Linked DNA regions of Zea mays: region 1 is linked to region 2. A link is a contact called in public Hi-C data. All regions are on one chromosome and are shown on one strand. Each heading gives the region's core, a stretch centred on a gene start, on an enhancer-like site or on the middle of the called end of the contact. The rest is flanking DNA. Distances are from core to core; before and after follow the strand shown.

Region 1 (5,176 bases), core at 27-2,526, 340 kb before region 2:
TTAGAATAGGCAAACCAAGATTTCATCAACTAAATGAGATAAAATTCAAGTATGGTTCAAAGCCAACAGGAGCAAGTAATTTCATGGGTTTATGTTAATATGACACTCAAAAGGAGCAATTTAAAAGCAGCAATAAAATTTTCTTGTTGGATTGCTGTAAGTTCACACGTCCGGAGGTGTAACCAAATACTATAAACGATTGACCAAACAAATCAAACGGGCAGTGCACAAATTTGAAAGTAGACAACTGATATGCAGTACTGTATCAGATAGCACGCTATACATAAGATGCCGAACTTATTCCCCAATGACCAAAATATTATACAAATACACAGATCATACATCCACAAAACAACAATAACAAGTGTGAAACTAAGGGCTTGTTTGGTTCGGTGACTAAAAACCTGTTTAACTAAGGGCTTGTTTGGTTCGGTGACTAAAGACCTGTTTGGTTCGTGGCTAACTGCGCCACACTTTGTCTAAGCTTAGTCGTTCAAATTGAAAAACTAATCTTAAACATAAAAGTTACACAAAATGTGATAATTTAGTCATCAAACCAAACATGTCCTAGCTTACCACACTTTGACTAACTTTTCTGTCTAAGGTTAGTTATTTAATTGAAACGACTAACATTAGGCAAAGCATGACATAATTAGCACAAACCAAACAGGCACTAATTATCATAGAGACGCTGCAGAGATAAAGTAGCATAGAGACGCTGCAGAGTAACAGGTGTGACCGGCTCACAAATCAATCATTTGTCGCCAGGGCGGCTGTCGTAGTCGACGACCTCGGCGTCGGTGACGGAGCGGGAGTGCTGGACGATGGAGCGCCCGATGGAGTTGATCCACTCCTCCTTCTCCTTCTCGGTGTCAGCAATGAAGTACATGGTCTCGCGCGGCGTGGAGAGCTCGAAGGCGTAGGGTCGGTTGAGGACGTCCTCGGCGCCCTTGACGGTGAGGCAGGAGGCGACAGGGATGACACCGCGGGGCACGGAAGCGCGCGTGACGGTCGATTCCTTGAACCAGAAGAGCCGCCCCTGCTTGAGCACGAACCACCGCCGCCGCCATGTCTTGATATACTCGCCTTGCTTGGTCAGCCAACCCACGCGCTCCGGGGCGCGCCAGAACTCAACGCCGCCGCCCGAGGAGTCGGTGGTGTTCGTGGACGCCGCGCCGGTGCCCATCACCGCCCGCCACAAACTCGCCGCCATGGGGTTGTGGAGAATTTTGGGATCCGATCGGGTAGGCGACCACCGTTCTTTTCTTCTTTTCGCGAAGGGGTTGGTTTAGGATTAGTGAAATTTGGATCTATTATAACTTTATATATATACCATTGCTATCTCGCTTATACGTGGGGTGCAAATGCCAATGATGTATATCTAAAGTTATAATTTTTTAATGGTATATATCTAATTATTCTATAGGATTATTATGATACCGTTTTTCTATCGAGACACATATCACACCCTGTTTTAAACCTGTTTATATTACAAAATAAGGATTTGTTTGGAAACATAATATTTTCTTATTTTCAAGACAATATCGTGGTACCATGGTATTTTAAACCAAAAGGGGTTTAGGAGCACATACTGTCGGGTACCATAATTAGGGGTACCCAACACTCCTAAACACGGCTGGTAATCACCATCAGCACAAACTGCAGAGACTGATGGGCGCAATTCAAGTCAAGGCTTCGTCTACTCAAGGGACGCGATCTCGCCTCGCCCGAGCCCAGCCTCGGGCGGGAACAGTAGTCCCAGGCGAATTCACGCCTCGCCCGAGGGTCTCCTCAAGCAACGGGCGCACCCTCGACTCGCCCGAAGCCCAGCTCGGGCAGGCTTCGTTGTGAAGCAACCTTGGCCAACTCGCCTTCACCAACCGACCGCATCGCAGACGCATTCAATGCGAGGATCGTCTGACACCTTATCCTGACACACGTGCCTCAGTCGGCAAGGTCGAAGTGACCGCAGTCACTTCGCCCTTCCACTGACCGACCTGACAGGAAAACAACGTCGTTCGCCCCTCTCCGACTGCTGTGCCACTCGCCAGGGTGAGACTGACAACAGCTAAGTCCAGCCTCAGGCGCAACAGGAAGCTCCACCTCGCCCGACCTTGGGCCTCGGCCTCAGGAGGAGGTCTCCGCCTCGCCCGATCCCAGGGCTCGGCCTCGCCCTCGGCCTCGAAAGGTGGTCTCCGCCTCGCCCGACCCCAGGGCTCGGCCTCGACCTCGACCTCGGGAAGAATCGCGTCCTCGCCCAACCTCGGCCTCAGGAGGAGTCTTCGCCTCGCCCGACCTTGGGCTCGGACTGACCACACCACGAGGGGGTACATCATTACCCTACCCCTAGCTAGTTCAGGCTACGGGGGAACAAGACCGACGTCCCATCCAGGCTCGCCCCTGTAACAAGTAATGATGGCTCCTCGCGTGCGTCCATGACGACGACAGTTGTTAGCCCCCTACGAAAGCAAGGAGACGTCAGCAAAGTCCCAGCAGCCCCGACAGCTGTGCTTCTACAGGGCTCAAGTGCTCCTCCGACGGCCACGACACCGCGTACACAGGGCTCTAGCACCTCTCCGACAGCCACGTTGGCATGTACATAGGGCTCTGGCTCCTCTCTGCCGGACACGTTAGCGTATAGCTACACCCCCATTGTACACCTGGACCATCTCCTTGCATCTATAAAAGGAAGGTCCAGGGCCCACATACGAGAGGGTGGTCGCGTGGGAGGACGGGCTGACGAACAAGCTCGCTCTCTCTCCCTCGCGAACGCTTGTAACCCCTACTGCAAGCGCATCCCCCTGGCGCAGGATAACACGAGCCGCGTTCTTCCCCCCTTGTGTTCCATCTCGCGCCAACCCATCTGGGCTGGGACACGCAGCGACAATTTTACTTGTCGGCCCAGGGACCCCCCGGGGTCGAAACGTCGACAGTTGGCGCGCCAGGTAGGGGCCTGCTGCGTGTTGACGAACAACTTCCCGTTGAGCTCCAGATGGGTAGTCTCCAGCAACCTCTTCAGCCCGGGACGCTGCTCCGTTTCGGGAGTCTCGAGTTCATGTCCCTCGACGGCAGCTACGACATGGTACTCCTTCCCCCGCAGCGCAACAGCGACAACGACGGCCGTCAGCTCGCCCGGCGGCGGCGGACTCGGCGACGTCTTCCCCCCATGGTGGAAGAGCAGCATCCGGGTTTGTCCCGCCACCTTCCTCGCCACAGGAGGAGGAGGCGGGGCAACCGTGGCCAGGCAGGAGGCGGCACCTCGTCGGCTGTCGAGCGAGTCGACGACGCCGGCACCCCAGCGGGGGACATGTCGGGCGTTGACCTCACGCCTGAGACGACGGCGAGTGTTGTTTCCCCACAACGTGCCAACCCCAAGCGGACAAATGACGCCAGCACTCTCGCGGAGGACTTGCTGGGCATTAGCCTTGTACCTGAGATAACGATGCAGTCTGTCCCCGACGCGACTTCGTCACCGTCCATCGATTGAGAGGTACCGTCCGTTTTCCACCCTGTGCCTTTTAGATTCAGCTTCGATCCACCAAGCGACCCCGCTTCGGTGAGCGCTTTCATAAAGGCATATCCTAACCTTCCGGGGTACCATATGTGGTCAACCTGGGACTGACTGACGGCCGTCTCGACCTACGGGCCCACGGGTTCCGAGGAAGAAGACGAGCCCGACTCTGGTTGGGATTTCTCCGGGCTCGGTAATCCCAGTACCATGCGAGACTTCATGACCGCATGTGACTACTGCCTCTCCGATTGCTCCGATAATGGCCACGACCTTGACAACGAGGGTTGTGGCCCAAGTCGCAAATGTTTCCACGTCGATCTAGGGGGTCTCGACGAAGGCAACCACCTTGGTATGCCGGAGGATGACAATCCCCCTAGGCCTGCACCTCGCGTTGACATCCTGCGGGAGCTAGCTGTGGTCCCAGTCCCTGCGGGGGGTCAGGACACACAGCTCGAGCAAATCCGCGAGATGCAGGCCAAGCTCGACGAGGAAGCAGGACAACTTGTGCAGCTCCGGCAAAACATCGAGCAGGAGTGGGCAGGCCGAGCACTCGCCGGAGAGGCGTGTCATCGGGCCCGGGACGTCCAGCGCCATATCACTAACGAAGCTAGGGCAAGGCTGCCCCCGGCCTCCAGCGGGGTCGGCCAGAACCTGGCTGCAGCGGCAATGCTGCTCCGAGCAATGCCGGAGCCATCCACCACCGAGGGGCGGCGTATCCAGGGAGAACTCAAGAATCTCCTGGAGGATGCCGTGGTCCAACGGGCCGAGAGCTCTGCCTCTCTAAGGCAAGGGTGCCCCCCGGAGCATCGCGCATCGACTTCCCAATTCATGCGGGAAGCCTCGGTCCACACCGGGCGCACGCGGGACGCGACGCCTGCAGCCCCAGGTTGCCTCGGCAACGAGCACCATCGTCGCGACCGTCGAGCCCGCCTCGACGAGAAGGTACGCCGAGGCTACCACCCCAGGCGTGGGGGACGCTACGACAGCGAGGAAGATTGGAGCCCCTCGCCCGAACCACCAGGTCCGCAAGCCTTCAGCCGGGCCATATGACGGGCGTCGTTCCCGACCCGGTTCCGAGCCTCGACTACTATCACCAAGTACTCGGGGGAAGCGAGGCCGGAACTGTGGCTTGCGGACTACCGGCTGGCCTGCCAGCTAGGTGGGACGGACGATGACAACCTTATCATCCGCAACCTCCCCTTGTTCCTCTCTGACGCCGCCCGTGCCTGGCTGGAGCATCTGCCCCCTGCGCAGATCTCCAACTGGGACGACCTGGTCAAAGCCTTTGCTGGAAACTTCTAGGGCACGTACATGCGCCCTGGGAACTCTTGTGATCTCCGAAGCTGCCGCCAGCAGCCAGGGGAATCCCTGCGAGACTACATCTAGCGCTTTTCGAAGCAGCGCACCGAGCTGCCCAACATCACCGACTCGGATGTCATTGGGGCGTTCCTCGCCAGCACCACTTGCCGCGACCTGGTGAGCAAACTGGGCCGCAAGACTCCCACCAAGGCGAGCGAGTTGATGGACATCGCCACCAAGTTCGCCTCTGGTCAGGAGGCGGTCGAGGCCATCTTCCGGAAGTACAAGCAGCCTCAGGGACACCAGCAGGAAGACGTCCCCGAGGCGTCCGCCCAGCGCGGCATGAAGAAGAAGGCCAAGAAGAAG
Region 2 (4,617 bases), core at 1,997-4,496:
AATAACAAGTTAACCATTAGTCAAGTGAACAGACACAGTGCTTGGGGTTCTAAACTTCATACAGGTGCAGATCCATTCTCAAAAAGAGCAATGTAGTAAAAAGGCATATAGTTATAAATGGCTAAAAGCGGACTGCATGAACCATATGTTGTAATTTAAACAGTGCTGGCTAATATATTCCGAAGGAATAGGGCATTATTTGTCTGCATACTCTTGTTAGATACAAGTAACACGAAGATATAAAAATTCACCTGCCCATTTAATCTCTTCTCTACTTCAGTTCCCCTCATGCCCTCAGGTATAGGAGCCTGATCTTTGTTGCCTGGTACAAAACTGGTATCCTGTAGAGAAATTGGAAGGTAGCATTAAGTTTCAGAAAAAATAAACTTGACTACTTGAGGGAGACCATATTTAGAATATTAATACCTCGCAGACTAAATAGTCACCAACATCTGGAGCATATGGAAGATCCAATAACCCATTTTCATAGTATAGTTCGAACACTTTCCTCAATAGATTCTCATCAAACTCTCTGCAAGAAAAAGAAAAACAGGCCCAGTATTGAAGAAGTAAGAAATATATAATAAAAATACAAAAATTTCATAACACACATTTACCAACCTGAAAAACCCACCACGAACATTGCAAGCAACATTCCTTGCAACACATAGAACTGGAACAGCATTGGCCATCTAAAATTTATAGAAATACATATCATTCCATAATGGGTATATGTTCAACACAAAATACAGAGTAATAAAATAATAAGTACCTCCGCTTGTGGAGCATAGTATGGAATATATGCAGGGACGACATGAACTCTGTGTTGATCTTTATCATCCCAAACATTAAGTCGGTCATCAATTACCATGGCCATCTTTGGATGGCATCTTCTGTCTCGGAAAACATTCTGCAGGGACTTTTTGGAACCTGCCATGCAATAGATGGTTAAACAAAAAATCTGGAGGAAGATCAAATCAGCGTGATAGTAAGGTTAAAAATGAACTGTTCCATCCAACTACAATGTACGCTATTTCATTAACTCCTATATATTACTAAATAGATTCTAGAAGTTCCACTAGGAACAAGTTATTTAGGAATACAAAGGATACTGCATAGATAAATTGGAGCTAAATGCCTTACTCATAAGTGTATGCATAATGACAATATGTTCCAATAGAAGGAGGGCATTGTAATATTAGGAAAGAAAGGGGAAAAAAGAACAATTGGAAGAGTTTGTCAGGATAAATGAAACAAAACAGATACAGGAATCATTGCACAATAGTTGAAACAAGTTCACTTGCCTGACTTTACACAATTTACGCGTTCTGAGAGCTGTTGTGGACTTATTAAGTTGCCTTCTGGATCAAGAAGTCTCCACATTTCAAGAGCATAATCTCTCTCAGCCATTGTACATACATAAACCTCAAATCTTTTTCGTCCCTTTGCAGTTAGGTAACTCCTCAATTCTTCCCAAGCAGGTCTTAGCTTTACAAAAACACTGGTATCACGATTCTGAAAATAATATATCATGTAAATGGTAAGATGATACTAAACAGGAAAAGGTAGAGTAATCAGAGAACAGTAAGTTGAATGAAAGAATTAAATCTCTAGATATCCAAATATCTGTCACCTTCCAAACATAGAAGAATTTATGCTGAGTGCCTCAGTCCAATAGTATTGTATTAAATCTCAAAAAGCTTAGTAGAGTCAATAAATTGTATCCCCAAAGTAGACAAGCCTCTATTGCAGCCCATGAAATGGAATTCACTCTACTAGTTTTGAAACATACCTCTGGATTGATGCGAGTCAAAATTGCATTCCTGTCAGGCAGTCTGATAACTGGACGGAAAACACGCTCCTGACCACCAGACATAGGTTGAACCTCCTCTTTCTGGGTTCCAACTATTTTGCCATTGTCCGTAACTGTATCCATGTCAATGAATTCTTTGAGAAGCTCTTTGTCCTCAATATATCGTTTGATTTCTGCAGACATCCCTGCTATTCTGATAGGATCATCTTCGACATCCATTCTGCGGGAGAGCATCTCGATCCGATCCTCGAAGGACTTCATTGTGTTAGCAACAATAAGGGTCTCATCAAGATCAAACACAATGGCAAGACAGCGCAAGTTGAGCATGCCAACGGACGCTGCATAGAGCCCCGAGCGTGCTGAGCAGCACCAAAAGCATGGCACCTTCCCTGATTTGGTCGGCATTGCCACCAGGTGCAGCTCCTCATCCCCAACTACTACCACAGCACTCTACACAGCCAAATGAGAGGAAGTGTTATACAAATCTTAATGTTCTGTGTAAAGTTGTATTAAGAGAAACAATCCCTGAATCTAACTATATGGAACTCACAAGTCACAACCCATGAAAGCCCAAAATGAAATACGCAAAATGCTTCAGTCTATGAAACTTGTTTCACGATGTACAAGTACCACCTGTCCACCTCAGTAGTTACGTTTTCCGCTTCAATTTGAAATGGACATGGGAATGACATACTCGCATCAAGCCAAAACACCTAAGATGGACCCAGAATGAAATGTGCAAATGCTTCAACTCCTGATACTTCTTCGACGAATTACAAATACAGTGAATAGAAATTCCTAAGAGTTGAAGCTCAAATTGAAATGCGTGCGTTCCTTCTATTTCAAATGTGCATAGAAACTACAGTCTACAGGCATGTGAAGACGAAACCACATATTCGCGGTTGTTCACAAAAATTGGGGACAAACCTTGAACTCGTTGAAACAAGTGAGATACAAGCGCTGGAGGCCCGGGTTGGGAGGCGTAAGCTTGGTCTGCAACTTGCACCGTACGGAGAAGGGCGCGATGGTCTGCAGGATAGCGAGAGGCGGGCACCTCTCGCTCGCCGGCGAGAAGTGGCTGACGCGGATCTCGTTGGTCGGGAAAGGGAGGCCCCCCTCGCCGTCCCGCTTCATCGGGAAGACCTCCATCTCGCCAAGGAACGACTCGCCGTGGAACATCCGCATGCTGACTCCGGCGGGCGCCCCGGCGGCGGGGGCGGCGCCACCGCTGCCACCGACAACGCCTCCCAGGGCCCCCAGCGGCGGGGGTCGAGGCGCGGCCATCGCGAGTGGGGAATCGGAGTGAGAAAAGAGAGGGAGGGGGAGTGTAATTTCGCGCAGCGCGAACAGGTGCCTGCCCCCGCCCGCCTCCCGCTTCGGCGGAGACGCGGAGCCGGGTTTTGGTGTTTGGGGAATGAAGGCGGAGAAGGGGCTTGCAGGCTTGCAGCGCAGGAAGGGGGCCTCGGCTGCGGTTTTATAGAGAACTTTGGGACCGGGCGGCCGGGTGGATGGTTCCGTTGGATCGGTCCGGTCACCGGTCTGGCTGTGGACGCGCGGACCAAAAGTCGAATCCTGAACCGGGGCCGACGCGTCAGTGAGACAGTGACTATCTTTTCGTGTCGCATGATCGCGTCTGGCTCGGTGCGCCGCGTGGGGAGCACCGGCCACTGGGAGTCCGGGATGATCCCCTTTCCTGCTGATTTGGCACGTCTAGGGCTGGTTGTGTGTGCAGTGTGCGTGTCCCATAATTCGTGAGTGAAAGCGGGTTTACTCACAACACATCAATGCGGCGCAGCCCTTAAATTTCCTGCGGGCTAAAGGTCCACTAGTCTGATTTGACGCTAGAAAGACATATTCACTATCTTCTAAAATAAATATTTTTATAATATTTTTATAATATTTTTATCAGTTAAAGATCTCAAATTTGTACTATTAACAATATTTATATTTCTCATATCTATCTATTGATATAAATTATATATTATAAATACTCATATTTTTATATATTTGATTACAGTTAAAAAATGTCAAGCCATCCGGTTAAAGAGGACATCAAAGATTTAAGATCGAAGGGCCATAACCTCGATGTTGACATATGTTATCCACTTATCCTTAGCATGGCAGCAAAGTCAATGGGGGACTCTACCACCATTCCTTGTGTTCTGGTCACCGTCCAAATGGTCAATCCCACTTATCCAATACTCACTCCATTTTAAAATAAATTTTATTTTGGAACGAAGAAAGTATATGATAAGCTATTTTAGGAACAAAGACTATGTTTAAGTGGATGTTCACTATAACTCAACTTTACAAAAACGAGTTTAGCTTCATGAATTTTAGAGTTGGACAGCTTTTTTAAAGTTGTAGAGTTTGCGAAAGTATTTAGCTTACAGACCAGTTTTAGCTTCACTAAAATGATTTTTTTTATTTTTAAAAATCCTTTATACCATTGAAGGATGTATGCGGTCGTTTTGTCTACTAGTTTTTTTCTTGTATGTAGCCTAAAGGGGTGAATATGCTACACTTTAAATTTTTCAACTAAAACTTCAAATTAAGCAATAAAACCAGTTCGATCGTTGCAAGCCGGTTCAACTGCAAAGTTGACACTAAATTTGAATCTAACAACGAAATTGATGAGAGCGACTTAGATCGAACAAATTGCTGAGATAATAGAGGGATAGAAATAGTGAATATGAGTGGAGCAACTCCACACAATCCACACACGCAAAGCAACGTTTGAATCATTGCTTACAACAAGATGAACTATGTGCTCAAACAAGTAAGAACACAAGAATACTTGATTT

The links. Hi-C and Micro-C count contacts between places; a contact is called where the count stands out from the background.
Region 1: a contact with region 2 is called in a Hi-C map of leaf, with 4 times the contacts expected there. The contact joins the promoter of LOC100285978 here to the promoter of LOC100382420 in region 2. A contact is called at or near these places in 5 of 25 Hi-C or Micro-C datasets (ear, leaf and tassel).

Annotation. Positions count from the first base shown.
Region 1 is chr3:183,006,329-183,011,504 of Zm-B73-REFERENCE-NAM-5.0, reverse strand. LOC100285978 (pleckstrin homology domain-containing protein 1) reads right to left here and starts at 1,276. Exons shown (of 1, transcript NM_001158867.2): 1 at 231-1,276. The coding sequence starts at 1,213. The coding sequence ends at 755.
Region 2 is chr3:182,665,828-182,670,444 of Zm-B73-REFERENCE-NAM-5.0, reverse strand. It overlaps LOC100382420 (RNA polymerase II C-terminal domain phosphatase-like 2), which reads right to left and starts at 3,246. Exons shown (of 11, transcript NM_001175163.1): 1 at 2,741-3,246; 2 at 1,793-2,263; 3 at 1,305-1,515; 4 at 773-930; 5 at 622-692; 6 at 427-532; 7 at 252-341. The coding sequence starts at 3,097.